Regions from separate parts of the Hordeum vulgare genome. Here region 1 is linked to region 2. The links are chromatin contacts, called in public Hi-C maps. All regions are on one chromosome and are shown on one strand. Each heading gives the region's core, a stretch centred on a gene start, on an enhancer-like site or on the middle of the called end of the contact. The rest is flanking DNA. Distances are from core to core; before and after follow the strand shown. Region 1 holds the start of LOC123404689. Region 2 holds the start of LOC123401304 (polyubiquitin).

Region 1 (2,799 bases), core at 143-2,642, 300 kb before region 2:
CGGAAAAAATGCCTCTTCCATCCCTGAACTCTAAAACTCCACCTAAATTGCTTCCTTCCAGGTGGATTTGAAGCCACGCCACCCTCCGATATTTTTTCCGCATTAAAAACTTTTGATTTGTTCATCAATTGTCAAGACAGTACAAAGAACATTAAAAGTAAGAAAAATCACATCCAGGTCTCTAGACTATCTAACGGCGACTGCAAACATTGGATCAAGTTGAAGGCATGCTGCCGTGATCGCCCTCCCTCATCAGAGCCAAGAAAACCTTTATTCGCGGGAGCACAAGGAGGATGCCACAAGAGTCATGACATGACACTTTAACTCTGATGTCCAAGGAAAATAAAACGCCCCACCACCATCTTTCCACGGCATGTATAGACTTTGTTGGCATTCCCTCTATCGATGGTGATTTTTTTTTTTTTTGAACTGCCTTGTCGACGACAATGTGGGGGAGGGGGTCTGGAGGCTGTTGGCATAATGGCATTTTGGCAACACGTCAATATCAGGACTCTCTTTGTGTCCCATGCATATACGAGGCAAGGTTAGGGATAAATGTGCACATAAATATGAAAAACTGATTGAAGTAAATAATTAAATTCCCCTCTTCTAGAGGAACACGAAAGAAAGGTTCCCCATGGGCCTGAAAATGCTAGTATAGATTATTGAAGCTATTCAAACTCTGCATGCCCCTTCCAATACAACTCGCAAGCCATGAGGAAGCATGGATTTCTAGTTGCAATGTACAAGTGCTAAATACTCCCTTGGTCCAAAAATACTCGTCATGTTACAGAAATAAATATATCTAGATGTATTTTAGTTGTAGATATATTCATTTATATATGTTTATATGATAAATAATTTCGGATGGAGGAAATAATATAAAGCGAGTGTGATGGGTCGACCCAACTCCGGCGTTGAGCAATAATTGGTTTTCAGCGATTCTCCTCCGGTGTCTCTCTTTTCTATTTTTATACCAATTTTCTTGTTAGGTTTCTATTTTATATGCCTTTTTTTAATATTAATTTTTCTGGTTGTTTTCCTCTTTAGCTTTTTCATAATTTCTGAACAATTTTTTATAATCCATGGAATTTTTAAAAAAATGAATATTTTTAAAATGTAAATAAATATGGTTTTGCAACAACATATATATGGATCTTTAAAAAAAATCTGAGCCAAGAGATTTTTCTTTACGGATACCCGAGCCACCAGCTGTTTTTTTTTTCTTGAGTGGCCGCTACCTGGGCTGGCCCATGAATAAGAGCTGCCGGAGGAGGAGCAAGCTAATGGGCGCACTCCGCCCGTTGAATGGGTCGCATCTCACACGTACCACTCTTTAGGCCCATATAAGCGGTGCTGCTGCTCTTGTCCTCTTCTCACGTCTCTCTCATTCCCCACAATTCCTCTCCGCCACTCCACTCCCCGAACCATCGCAAGATCGTCGTCGTCCTCCTCGTCGTCGCCAAGGTGCGCGCTCTCCTTCCCCGCCGCCTGTCCCGCCTCGCCACGCTCTCGATCGCATGTTTGACGATGTGCGGCCTCTCGCGTGATATGTGGATCGCCGCGTGCGTCTAGGATCTAGTCGACGTTGGTTCGACGATCCCTGGCGCCGGCCTGTCGGAGCTTAGCCGCTGGGCGCGCGTGTGGTGCAGTTCGTCCATGCATGATTCTGGCCGCCTGGACACGCGTCGGATTCTGGTGCCATGCATCCGTGCTGCGATCTCAACACCTTGGAGATAATTAGAACGGGACGACGCATGCTGAATTGGAATGGCAAGGTTACATGACGACACACGCCGAGAGACCAAATGGTGGATGCGGGGTATTACAATTAATGTCATTGTGCGGAGGAGTCACAGAAGCGTTCGGCTTTCAATATATGTGTGGCATTTTTATTTTTTGAATATATGATTGATTCATGGGAAAATCTAATGGGCTTCCTACGCACACATGTGTCAGATCTTAAAAAGACGGAGATGATTTACCGATTAACATAATGTAGTACTGGTTAGTTTAATAGGAGTATAAGAGGGAATCTATTTTTTGCACTTACACGCTGCTGAGTTATAGTAGCTAGTTGCATTTTAAAAATGATTTATCTTCCAAACCGGTATCTTAATTAATGATCCATTTTCATCACTGACTTTATTGCGACGAGATCTTCAAAACTAGATCCCATGTTAACATGTTTTGATAATTTTTATTTTCATCGGTACTTGTCAGATTACTATGACTTACTTGTCATATTATTTGTTATATAGTTCTCACATTAAATCAACTTGGTTATCACCTTCATGAATGAGTAAAAAACTTGATTCATTATACTTATGCTGGTTCAAGCATTTGCTTGTTTATTATTAATGCTTTAATACACACTTTTTAGCTTCACAGAACATTGTAATACTTAAAAAGTATAAAATTATTATCACGATAACTATGTATAATTTTTGTGACAACTGTACATTTGTAAGATGACAAATATGATGACATAAATGTGGTAATTAGGAACGACAAAAAAAATCAACGAAACATGTCAACACGAGATCTTATTTTGAAAGTTTTGTCGAGACGAACCTAACGGTGAAGATGAATCTCCAATAAAATTATTAATTTCTGAGATAAAACATTTTTAAGATTGACAATAAATATGCATAAGATGTTGACTAGGACTGGAAAATGTTTTGCATGCATGCGCTGCCAAAATGCTCTTTTTCGACAGTATAATTTTTTGATGTTACTACATTCTTGGACCTAAAAGCCGTTCTTGTATACTTTTTTAATCCTGAAACATGCACTTAA
Region 2 (2,700 bases), core at 66-2,565:
AAAAAAAAATTGTGATCGAATTTTGCTGTTTGGATCCATCATCAATGCATCAAGACCACGACTGTGCCACCACCATTAAAGCACCCCAGTTATCTTGATCCCTTCTCGGCCTTTGACGACATCATCCTCAACCATCAACCCGTCCTAGCCCAATCGGTTATCTTCCGCCTCCCTCTGTCGGAGTTGTCACATCACAACTTCGCCGCCTGTCCAGTCCAAACCGTCTCCACTGGCGGTAAACCACCATCCGACCCTCCCCGAATCTCCATACGATGACACACACAATTCACTTATGGGAGAAATCATGATAGCACCCATTAAATGATCCGCTCGTATGTTTTGATTAGTACATTTCGCTAGCTCGACCTATTGATGTAGTCAACCACGAGGGAAGGTTTCAATAATATTTTATCCAATGTCTCGAACTGAGTGTGTGCAGCCACACAGTCGATCATGAATTAACCCCGCCTTAGAAAAATAACTAGGAAGTAAAAAAAATCACCACTATTACATTGTAATCCCTCCGGTCCTTTTTACTCCAAGTATTAGATTTTGGTCAAATCAAACTTTGCAAAGAGAGACGGAATTTTTTCCAAAAACCTACAGAGCAGTCAGCAAAAGGAACACTCAAGTGAAAAGTGCCGAGCTCGAGTGAACAGTAAATTCAAATTAATATTTTAAAAATCTGAATGTTTTTTACAGCAAACTTTGACAAATGTTCTAAAAGCTTGCAAAATTTCAGCATGGAATCACCTTTGTTTCGTGAAAAAAAACAAAATCAGTTCTTCAAAATGCTTTCGAAAGTAGCATTTTTATAGTTTCAATTTTTTTACCACGACTTCCGAAAAATATGATTTTGAAATTTATGACATCTTGAAATATTTATCAATAAGAAATTTAAATTTCTAAATTATTTTTATATATTTTTAAAATTCATTAGTCATCCGAGCTGAGTTGAGATCGATTGCGAAAACATCGCGTACCACTCAAGCTACGATCACACGGAACTACGCGGAAAGCGGGCCATACGCGTCAGCGGCTCAGGCCAACGAGTCGCCTAACGGCGTGAGGGGGTGCCTAACGGCCACCAACCCCAACGCCCGACGCGAGGTAGACGGGGCCAAACGGAGCCATCCACTCTTTCTCGAACCCTCCGCGCCCGTCGGATACTTCGTGGGGATCGCGTGGCCGAGACGAGCACGAGACGTACGCGTCCAACGGACGGAGCCGTCACGGCACCGGATTCCTTCTCCACCCGGGCCCGTCACCAGCCGGCATAAATACCGACCCCCTCCCTTCCCTCAAATCCTCACCACCGCTCCCCGGAACAAGCAAATCCCCACCCAATTTCGTCTCCGATCGACTCGCGAGATCGTCGAATCCTCCTCCCCGCCGCCTCAAGGTACGGTGCTTGCTTCCCCTCTCTCCCTGTCGTCTAGATCTGCGTTGATTAGATTGTTGGAGGTGTGGTTCTGTGGAATTTGGTCGGCTTCTGCTCCGATCCGATGTTGCGGGAACGGTTATTGTTGTCCGATCTGTTCGCGCATGTTAGGTCGGTGAAGCTCTGGCGAATTATTTAGTGATGACTTTCCGTGTACAACTGTTGATTGACGGGGCAGATCTGTTCGTGTTCTCGGTTCAATTAATTCCTTAAGCCGGCAGCTAGCTCTGTGAAGCGTTGCCGAATTTTTAGAGATTTTCGCGTGTAGATTGAAGGGGTCAACTCATTAAGCCGTATGCATGATCTGTCTACTGGTTCGTCCGCTCCTTTGCGCTAGATTCACCCAACTCTTTATGATAGAATTCAGTAGTAGCCTTGTCGTAATTCTTTTTCTCAGGACTCGTATACTGCCTGCATGATGTGTCGCTCGTGCTCATATTCTTGTTGTAGCGAAATCGTGCTAATAGTCCTAGGATTGTAGGTTGGTTTTCCTCTGCTGAAGATAGGTTTCTTTCCTTGGATGATAAGCATGCCGGCCAGTTATGTCGAATCCTTGAGATAAATGGTCTTCAGATTGTTTTTTTGGGTGCACCTGCATGCTCCTACCGTCTGTTAGTTTATCTTAGATGAAGAAAATATGCTGCTGTTGTTTGTTTATTCTCTTAACATCTGTAGATTGATTTCTCTTGAAAAAACTTTGATCATAAGCATGTCTGTCAGCGTTGTGGAATCACAATCTTTAGTTTCTTTGTGGTCATGAGCATGCACCGTCTGTTATTTTCTCTTGAATGAAAGAAATACGTCACTGCCTGTTGATGTATAGAAGTTCACCATAAATAGCTTTTGATGTGTAGAAGTTTACCATAAATATTACTAGTTTGCTTTGACTGCTTATTGATAGAATTCAGTAGTAGCCTTGTCGTAATTCTTTTTCTCAGGACGGTTATACTGCCTGCCTGATCTGTCGCTCGTGCTCATATTCTTGTTGTAGCGAAATCGTCCTAATAGGCCTAGGATTGTACGTTGATATTCCTCTGCAAAAGATAGGCTTCTTTCCTTGGATGATAAGCATGTCGGCCAGCTATGTCGAATCCTTGAGATAAATGGTCTTCATATATTTTCTCTCTCTTAATGTCTGTAGATTGATTTCTCTTGAAAAAGCTTTGATCATAAGTATGTCTGTCAGCGTCGTGGAATCACAATTTTAGTTTCTTTCTGGTCATGAGCATGCACCGTCTGTTATTTTCTCTTGAATGAAA

Evidence for each region. A called contact is a pair of places that touch in the nucleus more often than the background predicts.
Region 1: a Hi-C map of seedling shows a contact between it and region 2, with 3 times the contacts expected there. The contact joins the promoter of LOC123404689 here to the promoter of LOC123401304 in region 2. A contact is called at or near these places in 2 of 6 Hi-C or Micro-C datasets (leaf and seedling).

What each region holds. Positions count from the first base shown.
Region 1 is chr6H:97,306,405-97,309,203 of MorexV3_pseudomolecules_assembly, reverse strand. It overlaps LOC123404689, which reads left to right and starts at 1,392. Exons shown (of 3, transcript XM_045098627.1): 1 at 1,392-1,467.
Region 2 is chr6H:97,007,296-97,009,995 of MorexV3_pseudomolecules_assembly, reverse strand. It overlaps LOC123401304 (polyubiquitin), which reads left to right and starts at 1,315. Exons shown (of 2, transcript XM_045095079.1): 1 at 1,315-1,402.